2 separate regions of the Triticum aestivum genome follow, and region 1 is linked to region 2. The links are chromatin contacts, called in public Hi-C maps. All regions are on one chromosome and are shown on one strand. Each heading gives the region's core, a stretch centred on a gene start, on an enhancer-like site or on the middle of the called end of the contact. The rest is flanking DNA. Distances are from core to core; before and after follow the strand shown.

What was found. Hi-C and Micro-C count contacts between places; a contact is called where the count stands out from the background.
Region 1: a Hi-C map of leaf shows a contact between it and region 2, with 7 times the contacts expected there. The contact joins the enhancer-like site here to the promoter of LOC123044095 in region 2. A contact is called at or near these places in 3 of 5 Hi-C or Micro-C datasets (all in leaf).

Annotation. Positions count from the first base shown.
Region 1 is chr2B:162,902,838-162,907,994 of IWGSC CS RefSeq v2.1, forward strand. It overlaps the pseudogene LOC123044098. Among protein-coding and RNA genes, the nearest start is that of LOC123044097, 11 kb to the left of the region's middle. Within about 2 kb of position 3,809, at least 1 of the 8 cell types and tissues checked has an H3K27ac peak or open chromatin away from gene starts, as enhancers often do. A contact at or near this core is called in leaf, where this site is marked.
Region 2 is chr2B:162,716,803-162,722,413 of IWGSC CS RefSeq v2.1, forward strand. LOC123044095 (serine/arginine-rich SC35-like splicing factor SCL33) reads right to left here and starts at 1,846. Exons shown (of 6, transcript XM_044466735.1): 1 at 1,664-1,846; 2 at 424-578. The coding sequence starts at 572.

The DNA.
Region 1 (5,157 bases), core at 2,559-5,058, 190 kb after region 2:
TGGAGGAAACACAAGCAAAATTGAGGCACGCCACCAGGATCCACCCCAACAGTCCTGCCCTTGCAATACGAAGCCACAACTACAAGGATGCTTCGCCACTCTCCGGCCGGCCTCCACTAGACCACCCCTCCCCTCGCCGTCGCCGGAGGAGGCCGCCGGGCGAAGCCCCGCGGCGGACGGCGGCGGCGAGGTTGCGTGCAGCCTCCTCTCCAGCCTGCTGCGTTCTCTCCTTCTCCCTCAGATCCAAAATCCCCCCACGCCTCCTGCTTCCATGCTTGCTTGGCTACGGCTGCCGGCCATCTAAATGCATCGGCTGCCCCTGCTCTGGCCCCATGGCTGCCGGATGTGGCTGCTGGTCCTTGTGGACGGGGCGCTGACGGTAAAATTTCGAGCTGACGGCTTGTGTGGACGACTGCTCGGCGCGGCGCTGTGGGGGCGCGGCTGGGTGGCCGGCGGTGGCCGTCGCGGTGGGCCTGCGGGTTCGATGGCGGGGGGTTGCGGGCACGGGCGTGCTGGCGCGGGGCGTCCTCGTCCTGGGTGCGCGTGGCCCTGGGCGTGTGGCGCGGTCGTGGTGGCGCCTGGTGCTGGTGCGGGCGGCCACGGACGCGCGTCGAGTCAGGGGAGCTGCGGGCGAGGTGGATCCAGAGCGGCCGGCGCGCCGGCTCCAGATCTGGCAGTGGTCGGAGCTTGCCGAGATCCCCGTCCCCGATCTGGCGATCTTCGAGGCGGTCGGTCATGGGATGGTGCTCGGCGGCTTGGTTGGCGCTGCCGGCAGTGTTGGTGAATGCGTGGCTTGCTTCTGGCTCGGGGCATGCCGGTCGTGATGGCGGGTGGCCTGGCGATGATCTCGGGCTGGATCTGAACTGCAGTGGTCGAATCGGGTCCTATACGGTGGTGCTCTGGGAGAAATCCCTGCTCACCCATTGTGTGAGCCGACCACTATGGCGCCTCCCCGGCGTCGTATACCTTCCTAGAGGCGTGGTCTTCGAGCTGTTCCGTGTGGATCTGCTTCGGCGTCGTTCAGGCCGTCTTGCTGTAGGGATATGCTCAAACTCCGGGTGAGAACCTTTCATCGACTATGTCGATGTCGGCGGCAGCGGCGTCTATGGACGTCGTCTTCCTCGCAGGAGGTGCCGCTGTGGAGCTCCAGCACCTATGGTATTTTGATTTGTGGTCTCCGGGTGAAAACCCAAGATCGGGCTTGCCGGATCGGATGATGGTGTTGTGTCTTCGACAGCACTACCTCCTTGGAGGCGTCATCTTGGAGGCCCAAACCATGGCCCCTGTTGCTGTTGTGTGGTTCAGGCTGGTGCGTTTGGTGGTGGTGATGCGGCCAGCTTGGGGCCGACGGTGGTGTATTTCTTTTTCAGGTGTTTCTCTTGGCTGTCCTTCGTGTGGTCTCCGTCTTGTTGCTGTGCATGCTCAAGACCCTCCCATGGTTGCCGTTGTGCTGCGGTGAGCTCTGGGCTCTTGGTGTTGTCTTGGTTCACCTTTGCTCAATGACGACGCAATGATGCCTCCCCAACCTGCTAATCGTTCTGACCGCCCGTGGCGGATCTTCCAGTCAAGGTTCGTGTTATGGTTTGGCACTCGTTGATTGTGGTTGATCCTCTGTTGTGCCGTGGGGCTCGGTACGCACGCCGGTGCGGTGCGTTAGGTTGTTTGCAGAGTCTTGGTATTGTGATCCCTCGACAGAACCCCACATCTACTTGTGTCTCTCGTGGTGTTGGTCTTTCTGCCTGCTAGCTAGGTCATGCCCTCTCCTGGGTGGCACTTTTTTCTCATCTTCTGTAACCTTGTTACCTGTATGGTTTTCGGCCCGGTTTTCCTCATAAATGGGGTCAACTTGTTTAGATTTTTGATCCGGTTTTCCTTATAAACTGGATCAGCCAAAGCTTAAGGGGTCACTCTTGGCTTTGGCAACTTTTTGAGCAATATATTCAGGTGGGGATCCTCTCCCCCCCGGTGACCGTTCAAAAAAAAACTACAAGGATGCTTCTTGAGGCACAAGACCAAGAACAGATGCTACCGAGGTTAATTACTCAATCACTCAAGCGTGTGCTACGTGATGGTGGAAAGGTTTCGGCCACTCACGAAGAGGTATGTATAATACAGTATATCGTTAACTATTTCAGCCAGACGATGGTGGTGCGCGCAAGATAACTCGTATCACCAGAGAGGAGGGGGGCAGCGAGCATTGCTTAAATCATGGTGTGCCACTAGGAGGTACCTACCTCATTCTCTTCCATTCAGTTTTGATATAGTACATCCACCGATCCACGTGTATGCATGCGTGTTAGTGTGTCTTCGTGTCTTTGTCTTCTAGTCCCTCTCTCAACGCTCTTATATTAGTTTACAGAGGGAGTGAGTACTTCTTCCTACCACATATGCACCCCTTCTCTGGATAAACTAGTAAACATGAATTTAGAGTTTTAACCGACTTGTTGCTTTGTAATGTACTTGTCTTAACTGAATATTTGTATCATTGTTTTTGGTCTTCTTGGGATCTCGACCCTTGTGGTTTTTTCTTCTCTGAAGACCTTTTGGATTATATGGTTGTTCTCCAATTTTGCGTGAATTGCTTCTCTATACCTTGATTTAGTATACAAAACTTCAATATCTACTACGGTGTCGTACGTACTTCCCTCTGCTCTTTTTATTTTATTTTATATAAGACAGTCATACCTGTCCTTTCCTGTGTGTGCATTGTTGTCAAATTTATGCATTTACTTCAACTATTTGAATCTTTTATCCTTACAAATTAAGAAGACCATCAGGTAAAATCGAAGCCATTTTGTGGTTTGTGTGTACCGGAATGATGGGCAGATACCCTTTTAATTTTGTCCCAGGCATACCAAGCTCCTGGAAGACAAGGACGATGGGTCTCCACCTCGACCTTCCAATACCCCTTCCTTTACTTTGTGGAGGGTCCTCGTGGAGTGGTTGGCCTCAGGGATAATGCCGAGAACATCTTATTGGACGAGACAAAAGATGTGTGCAGTGGGTATGAGAGTGGAGAAGTTGTACCAGAGGGACCCGGCCAACAATGATCGTCTCATAGTGGTGTATCCAGTTAAGATGCATAAAATTCAAGAATGTGAGAAAAGAACAGAGCAAATTTCTAAGCCCAATAGATTTTTGTGTAGAAAGATGCTTTTGCATCCACATATTATTGCAACTCTTCGTTTCAGCCCGGGCAACGATGAACTAGGTCGTAGTCGTGTAGCCCGGACACAAGCAAAGCAACATCTGTTCAAGCTTATCTTTTCAGAACCGCAATATATTCTTCCAGACTTTCCTCCGTCCTTTTCTCTGGCTTTAATCTTAGCGTATTCACGTCCAGGAAACCAATGAAGATTGCTGCAAGATTTGTCAATGAAGAGGTCAAAGGATGCAAGCAGAGTAGGATCAATACATAAGATATCTCTTTCGCAAAATAGAAATATCTCTTTCACAAAAAAGAAAACATAGATATCTGGCCCAGTGAGCATGCATTTTGTCTGGACAAATACAACAAATACTTCATAGACAGCATGCTGCAGATACCAAGAAACATATAAAAATACTGCTTTATGAAATCTCACCTTTTAAATTCAAATAGATGAGAATAAACTACTTTGTTGAGACATGCTCTCTATGGTTCCACTAACATGTAGTTTTGCCCAGATCTAGAGGAATTACATGTGCTAATGTCGACATAGCACCTCGGTAGCAGCTCTTACCTAACAATCCCACTGGCAATCTATGCTGCACTATAGTGAGACCGCATCGGCCATGTCAAACTTTGCCTCTACAGACAACTTGAATGCACTACAGTGAGACCGCATCGGCCGTGTCAAACTTTGCCTCTCCATGAGTCTAATCGACATCATAGAAGGGAATATGAAATTGCTAACTCAAAACCAACTAGGACCTCACTATCACCAACCAAGCCACCCCTTGTATTAGTCCATATATAGATACATGTAACTTCAAGCTACGCAAGCAAGGCATGTAAAGAGCTCTTGAGAACATAGATATAAGGAAACAGAAGAAGCAAACACGGGAGAGAGAGAGAGAGAGCTAGGGTGAGAGTCCAGCCCACCGAGCATGGCCATCGAGTTTGCCACGGGGGCGATGCGCTCCCTCATTCCCAAACTGGGGGAACTGCTCCTGGATGAGTACAACCTGAAGGGAACTGTGAAGAAGGGGATTAGGGACCTCAAGGCCGAGCTCGAGACCATGCAAGCTGCTCTTGAGAAGGTCTCCAACGTGCCATTGGACCAGCTTAATTCACAAGTCAAGATCTGGGCCAATGAAGTCAGGGAGCTGTCCTATGCCATAGAGGACAGTCTTGACTCATCCATGGTGCGCATAGATGGTCTTCAGCCTACAAAACCACGCACGTTCAAGGGCTTCATCAAGAAGACCCGCAACAAGGTCAGCAGGTTCAAGATCCGCCATAGAATAGCTGATGACATCAAACACATTAAGATTCAAGTTAGGGAGGTCAAGGAACGGTTTGAAAGGTACAAGATCAACGATGTTATGTCTAATCTCGCCACAACGACAGTTGACCCTCGTCTCTTGGCTATGTACAACAAGGTATCTGACCTTGTTGGCATTGACAAGGCGATGGATGAGCTAATGAGGATGTTGCCTGAGAAAAGTGAATTGTTGAAGAATCAACCACTCAAGACTGTCTCCGTTGTTGGATTCGGAGGATTAGGCAAGACAACTCTGGCTAGAGCAGTTTATGACAAGCTTAGCAGTTCATCCACTTGTAGGTGTTTTGTACCAGTGGGTCAAAACCCTGACACGAAGAAAGTTCTTAGGGACATACTCCATGAACTTGACAAGGAAAAGTACATAAACATCACTGCATCAAAAATGGATGCAAGGCAGCTCATCGACGAGGTGCGTGGATTTCTTGGGAACAAGAGGTACGCACTTAATACACTACCATATGCTACTCAAGTCCTTCTATGCAACCTATCCTCATCTAGTTAGAATAGATTACTAAGTTGGCTAAGTATTCCCTGACAACATGTTGCATCAATTGGGTATGGTATAATATCTTCACCATACTATGGAACCGACAGGTGGTAGGCCAGTAAGACCTGTTAGTGGCATCGGTGGTTGGATATTGGAGGGAAAGCACCAGAGCATCCATAGCAG
Region 2 (5,611 bases), core at 596-3,095:
TAAGAAATTCCACAAATATTATATACACCGGATACGAAAATGCATGCTAGTTTGGCCTAGGAGAAAGTTTAGCTAACACATATGACAAATTGCCTATTCCTGGATGCATTTTGAAATTGATGCCTCATTAGTGCTGAATCTCCCACAGGGAAAGGCACGGGGCAACAACCGAAGATGGCTTATTTTATTATACCACCAAGCTATATTTTAAACTAAAATGTATATACTATTAGACTTAAAAAACTATCTTAATTGAAGATGAACACACATTTCTTCATCGAAGTAAAATGAAGATAGAATGTCACAGATGCATTTACCATACTTTCTGAACATGTTTAACACCAAGATGAGTTTAGGTGAGAAATTGCAGAAATATAAAAATACATGCTAGTACTAGCCTGGGAAGTTCTGTGAAAACCTTACCTGCAGTCACGACGAAGGTTCCTGACCAAAAGACTGGTTGGGAGATCTCTACCCCGACCATCATAACGATCACGGGGACTTGGACTACGGGCCCTTCCCCTGTAGCCTCTTGGTGGCGGGGATGGACTGTAGCTGTAGCCTCTTCTCATATTGGTCTACAATAAAACAATAAAGCATTATTACTAAAACAATTCCATGCGCCACAAAATGACCAACTAGCCTATTCGAACATACTTCATAAATCAACATCGTATGCGCAATGAAGATTAAGTAAGGGATGACCTAACCATCAAGCACTAACTTGAAGGGATAATCTATGTTCAAATAGGGAGAAGATTGTAGTGATCACTTTGCACTCAAAACATCGTAATTTTGTCCATTGTACAAGATGTCATCGCTTCATCATCACATGTTTTCTTATAGAGTTACATTGATGCAAACATTAATTGCTAGAGATGACACTAAAACCCAAGTTTGTAAGTTTATATAATTACTTTCCTAAAAGTAACTTAGATGACTTCGCGGGGATAGTTCACTACAGATTTCAGTTATTTTGTCTGATCTTTATGAGGTATAGAAAAACCAATAGTGAGCACAAGCTATCATCTAAAAGACTAAGGCTCCGTTCGGAATCCCTCCGCTCCGTAACTCCGCGCGGAGCGGAGCGGCATACAGTAGAAATACAGAGAGCGGCAAACAGGCTGCTCCGCGCGCTCCGCTCCCTGGTGACGGAGCGGTGGATTGCCGAACACAGCCTAAAAGTATCAGGCATGCAGGGTCAAAGGGCGAACAGGACTTTTTAAGTACCCCTGCAGTTAACCAACACATCAGGCCCGTGGGAGTATCTCTTAGGAGATCAAGAATACTTTCTCGAATCAACACAAGGGAATGACAAACAGGTTACAATGAAACAGTGGCTAACCCCCACAGTTATTATGCGCATGAATGAACATGAACACTGGCACCCAAAACTTCAGAGCAACGACTACACTATATAACGGCAACGCTGCTGCGCCGAATTTGCTTCAGACCTATCCAGACAGTCTAACGAACCAACAGATCTGAGACGCGATTAAAACCGCAATCAGGACCGGCCATAATTTTGGAATATAAACTGCTAAAATTTCCTCGGGGATCATACGAAATCCGGGATCATGAATACATCGCGGTGATTAGGTAAAGTATATCAGACGGATGATCACAGGCAACCAAGCTACCGAGCAAATCGAGCGAAGCTTACCGCGGACGGGGAGGATCGATCGGAGTGGCGCCGCCCGAGGGGAGGAAGGAGAGGAGAGGAGATCAAGGTTCGTGTGGAGTCCGGAAGCTTCCCGACGCGACGGGGAGCCTTTATCGACTGAGTCGATGTCGCGCAGACGTTGGATCGGGACACCCGTCCTAACTTGTGCGGTTGGACGGTGATGGATGCAGTGGGCCGGAACCGTTTTGGGTCATAGGTGGATGGGCTTCTCTCTCCATTTTTTTAAACAACAATAACTGTCACGATTTTGAACTAACTCCAATTCAAAACTGCGACACTTTTTTTACATCCAATTCAAAACTGCAACATTTATTTTGGATCGGGGGAGTAGTATTTTTTAAGGAATTGTTGAAAATAAAGGTCAAATGAAACAAAAGAAATTCCCGCAAAAAAATGAAACAAAAGAAAATGATGAAATCACACAGAAATGGATATAGAAAATGCAAAGAACTCATATGACTTGTCAAAATTTCCCTCGACAACGAAAAATAATCCGTGTTCAGAGGAATATAAATTGGTGTTTTCCTCCACAAACATTTTTACGACAAAATTATACATTAAACTTAATGAAAACATAGAACCGGAGCACGCACCAGTTTTTTCTAGAAAAAGTATATGTTGACCTTGCTTTTTTACACCAAAGCAAAGTTGAAATATTTGTCGCACAAATAGATAAAATTAGATGTATCTAGAACTAAAATACGTCTAGATACATTTATTTCCCCGACAAGTATTTCCGGACAAAGGGAGTACAACATTGAAACTATTTTACTCGAAAAAAACATCAAATCTATTTTGTAATGAATATAACAAAATCAATTTGATGTTTTAACTATTGATATATCTCCCTATCGGTTTGATGAAAATTAAGAAAATAACTCGGTATAAAACTAGGGCTTCAATTAATTTGAAATGAAATGATTATTGTTTTACAAAATTAATTTACACATGGCCCTATGTGTCTTATGCAGCAGCACATGCTCTGGGTGATCGATGAGTTTATGAGGATGAGGATTGTGACATGTGGAGGCTAACCAAAGGTAGACTTCATCTAGATGTGTGTTCACCAATCTATTGACTTCTTATGTGTTAAAATGAAAAATTAAATGGTTTAATATCTCAAGCAATTAATTTTACCTTGATGAGAGCTTGAAAGTTAAATCTCAGGCAATGCTTGGAATCTTGGACAATAAAAATGTATTGGCATTAATTATGAGATCATAATATGCCGCTTAATGAATAATTATTACTCCCTCCTTTCTACAATGTAGTGCATTTTTATTTATTTTTTGAAAAGTCAAACCTCACAAAACTTTGACCAAAGTTTATGGAGAAAAACATTTACACCTAGAATGCCAAACATATATCACTAGATTCATCATAGTTGTAGTTCCATATTTTATATATTTGATATCATAGATATAAATAGTTCTCTCTATAAGTTTGACTTTTCAAAAAATCTATACACACTACATTATGGAACGGAGGGAGTACATCATGAATGGTCATGATGATGCACTATGTTTTAGATATCCTAATGTTATAGAAGTTTTAAGCGTATCAGTTAATAGCATGCGGTATCATACCATCCCAACATTCTAATGCAAGTCATATGGTGCATGAGTAATGTTAAGTAACTCAGTAACCAAGTGACTATGACATGGTGTCATCAATCGTCGATCAACTACACTCAGAATTATGGACGATAAATCTATAATACCTAAATAGTTCATCCTCACTATCCTATTTCTCTTGACATGCAGCCTATCCACCTCAGCAATTCACTTTCACATAAAACAATCAACAAATTGTGTGATCTAAATATTATTTTGTATTTATCCATGCCGTGGTCACCGAACCGATTGACTCTCTTCCACTTCTGTCACCGAGAGATGAACCAATCAAAACGCTGTTTACTCCCGAACAATCAAAACGCACCACCGGCCGCCTATGGCCATTGGGGTCACCGCATCCTCCTTATTTATCTCCGCTCATTTCCAGATCCATCCATCCCGATCTCTCCCGTCTTTCTCTTCTCAATCCCTCGGTTGCTTCACGGTGCACAGCGCCTCTGCCTGACCTACTTCTGCCGTGCGCCTGCGCCTTGCCGCTAGGATAGTGGTTAACCACAACCTATCGAAGCGTTGCGCTATCGACCTGCCATCGCGAAGTCACCGATGGTGCCATCTTCTAGCATCTCTCATGTGGAAGGTGGGAGGAGGCAGATTCGGACCTTTTTTGCCTTCGTGGGTTCAAAATTAAGCAGGTGAACCTTCCATCCTATTCCCGTGAGCGAGTTTAGCGATTGGTATCTTTGCTGATTCGTTTGGGGATAACCAATGAATAGCAGATTAGTCGTCGGGGCAGAACTACCTGAAGCTACCCTGATGCATCGGAAGAAAATCTTAGTAGTGATTACCATCCCTATAGAGCATGTGCAGCAGGTAATCCCAATGGCAATGTATCAGGCATAAAATTCAGAGAGAAAAAGATGACGATCTTGTATGCTGTGATAGTGGGCACCAGGCCTGGTGGGCAAGGCAGGTCTCGGCTCTATGGGACTGAGGGCCTGCTAAAGCTAATTTGAGAAGAAGGTCACAACGACGGAATTGGATGCCTTTTACGCTAATTTGTACATGAGTAGCACGTTCGTATCAAAATCAATTAATTATGGATCTCACAAAGTGGCACGGCTTTGCATCAATGCTTCTGCTCCCCATAACATAGGCGACGAGTAAAGCAACAGATGGCCAACGCGCTGGTGGAGGATAAGCGCGGCAGACGCTCCTTACATACTGGCAGGTGTTTTATCTCGGTTGTGTTGGGCTCGAGCTGCCGCCACTACGACGCCATGGCCTCTCCCCCTTTCTTAGTATTTTTTAGGAGGATTTAACTGTTGATTTTTAGAGAGAAGAAACATCATGCAGGGACTAAGTTTGTCCAATTCGAGTATGTTCAATGGAATTTATGCATGAGCACAATTGTTCAAGTCTTTACATTAACAAGAAGCAATTTGGTCCTGTTCAATTTTAGCTCTATGTGCCACCATATGTAAGTACTCTCTCTCAATATATTTTTTCTTAAAATCTTAATGTATACACAAGGCATCATAAATTCTCTTGCTGCTTTCCGGAAAACGTACTCAAACTCATTGTTTTCTTCTGTCTTTCTAATGGACTGATTATAAGCATTGTGTGGAAGCTGGTAAACAAAACAACTCAACCAATTTCAAACTGACTGTTACTGGTGCAGAGCGTTTTCCCACTTTTTCTTCTCTTACTGAAGATTACTTCCCATACACACGTTACAGTCTGAAGGTATATGCGAAATTTATGTTTTTGAGTTGAGTCATATACAAGTTTTACTGCAAATCATGATGGCTCGCTTATTTTTCATTCAAATTCCAAAATGTTCCTCTATTCTTCCCTCTGGAGTTTCTTTTGCAAGTGTTCCATGTATATTTTAGGTAAAGGATCATATGCTATGGATGCACAAATAGATTATTCTGGAGTAATTTCTTTTGTTTGGTCAATGGCAGATCACTAAAACTGAATAGTGTTCTAGAAATTATGAATGTTTTTTTGCAGGTACTCAAATTATGAATACTATACTCTCTCAAGACAAAGATTTAACTTTGTTGAACTTTCACGTGCTACCTTTTGCCCATTTTATTTGCTTACCCACACTAAAGAGTTCCTGGCGTCACAAGCCACTCAAAATAACACGAGGATAGGAGTGTGTACCGACTATATAGGTACATACCAGAGATCCCAAAATATGCGAGTTACATGTATCTTCTCTAAACAACAGAATTATGGTGGTATCTACAGGTTGCTTTTGTCTTGATTTTCAGTTTCCTTTAGATGATTTTTATGTGTTAATATTTGGAGTTACTTCAACTTGTATGCATACCGCTACGGACTTTAC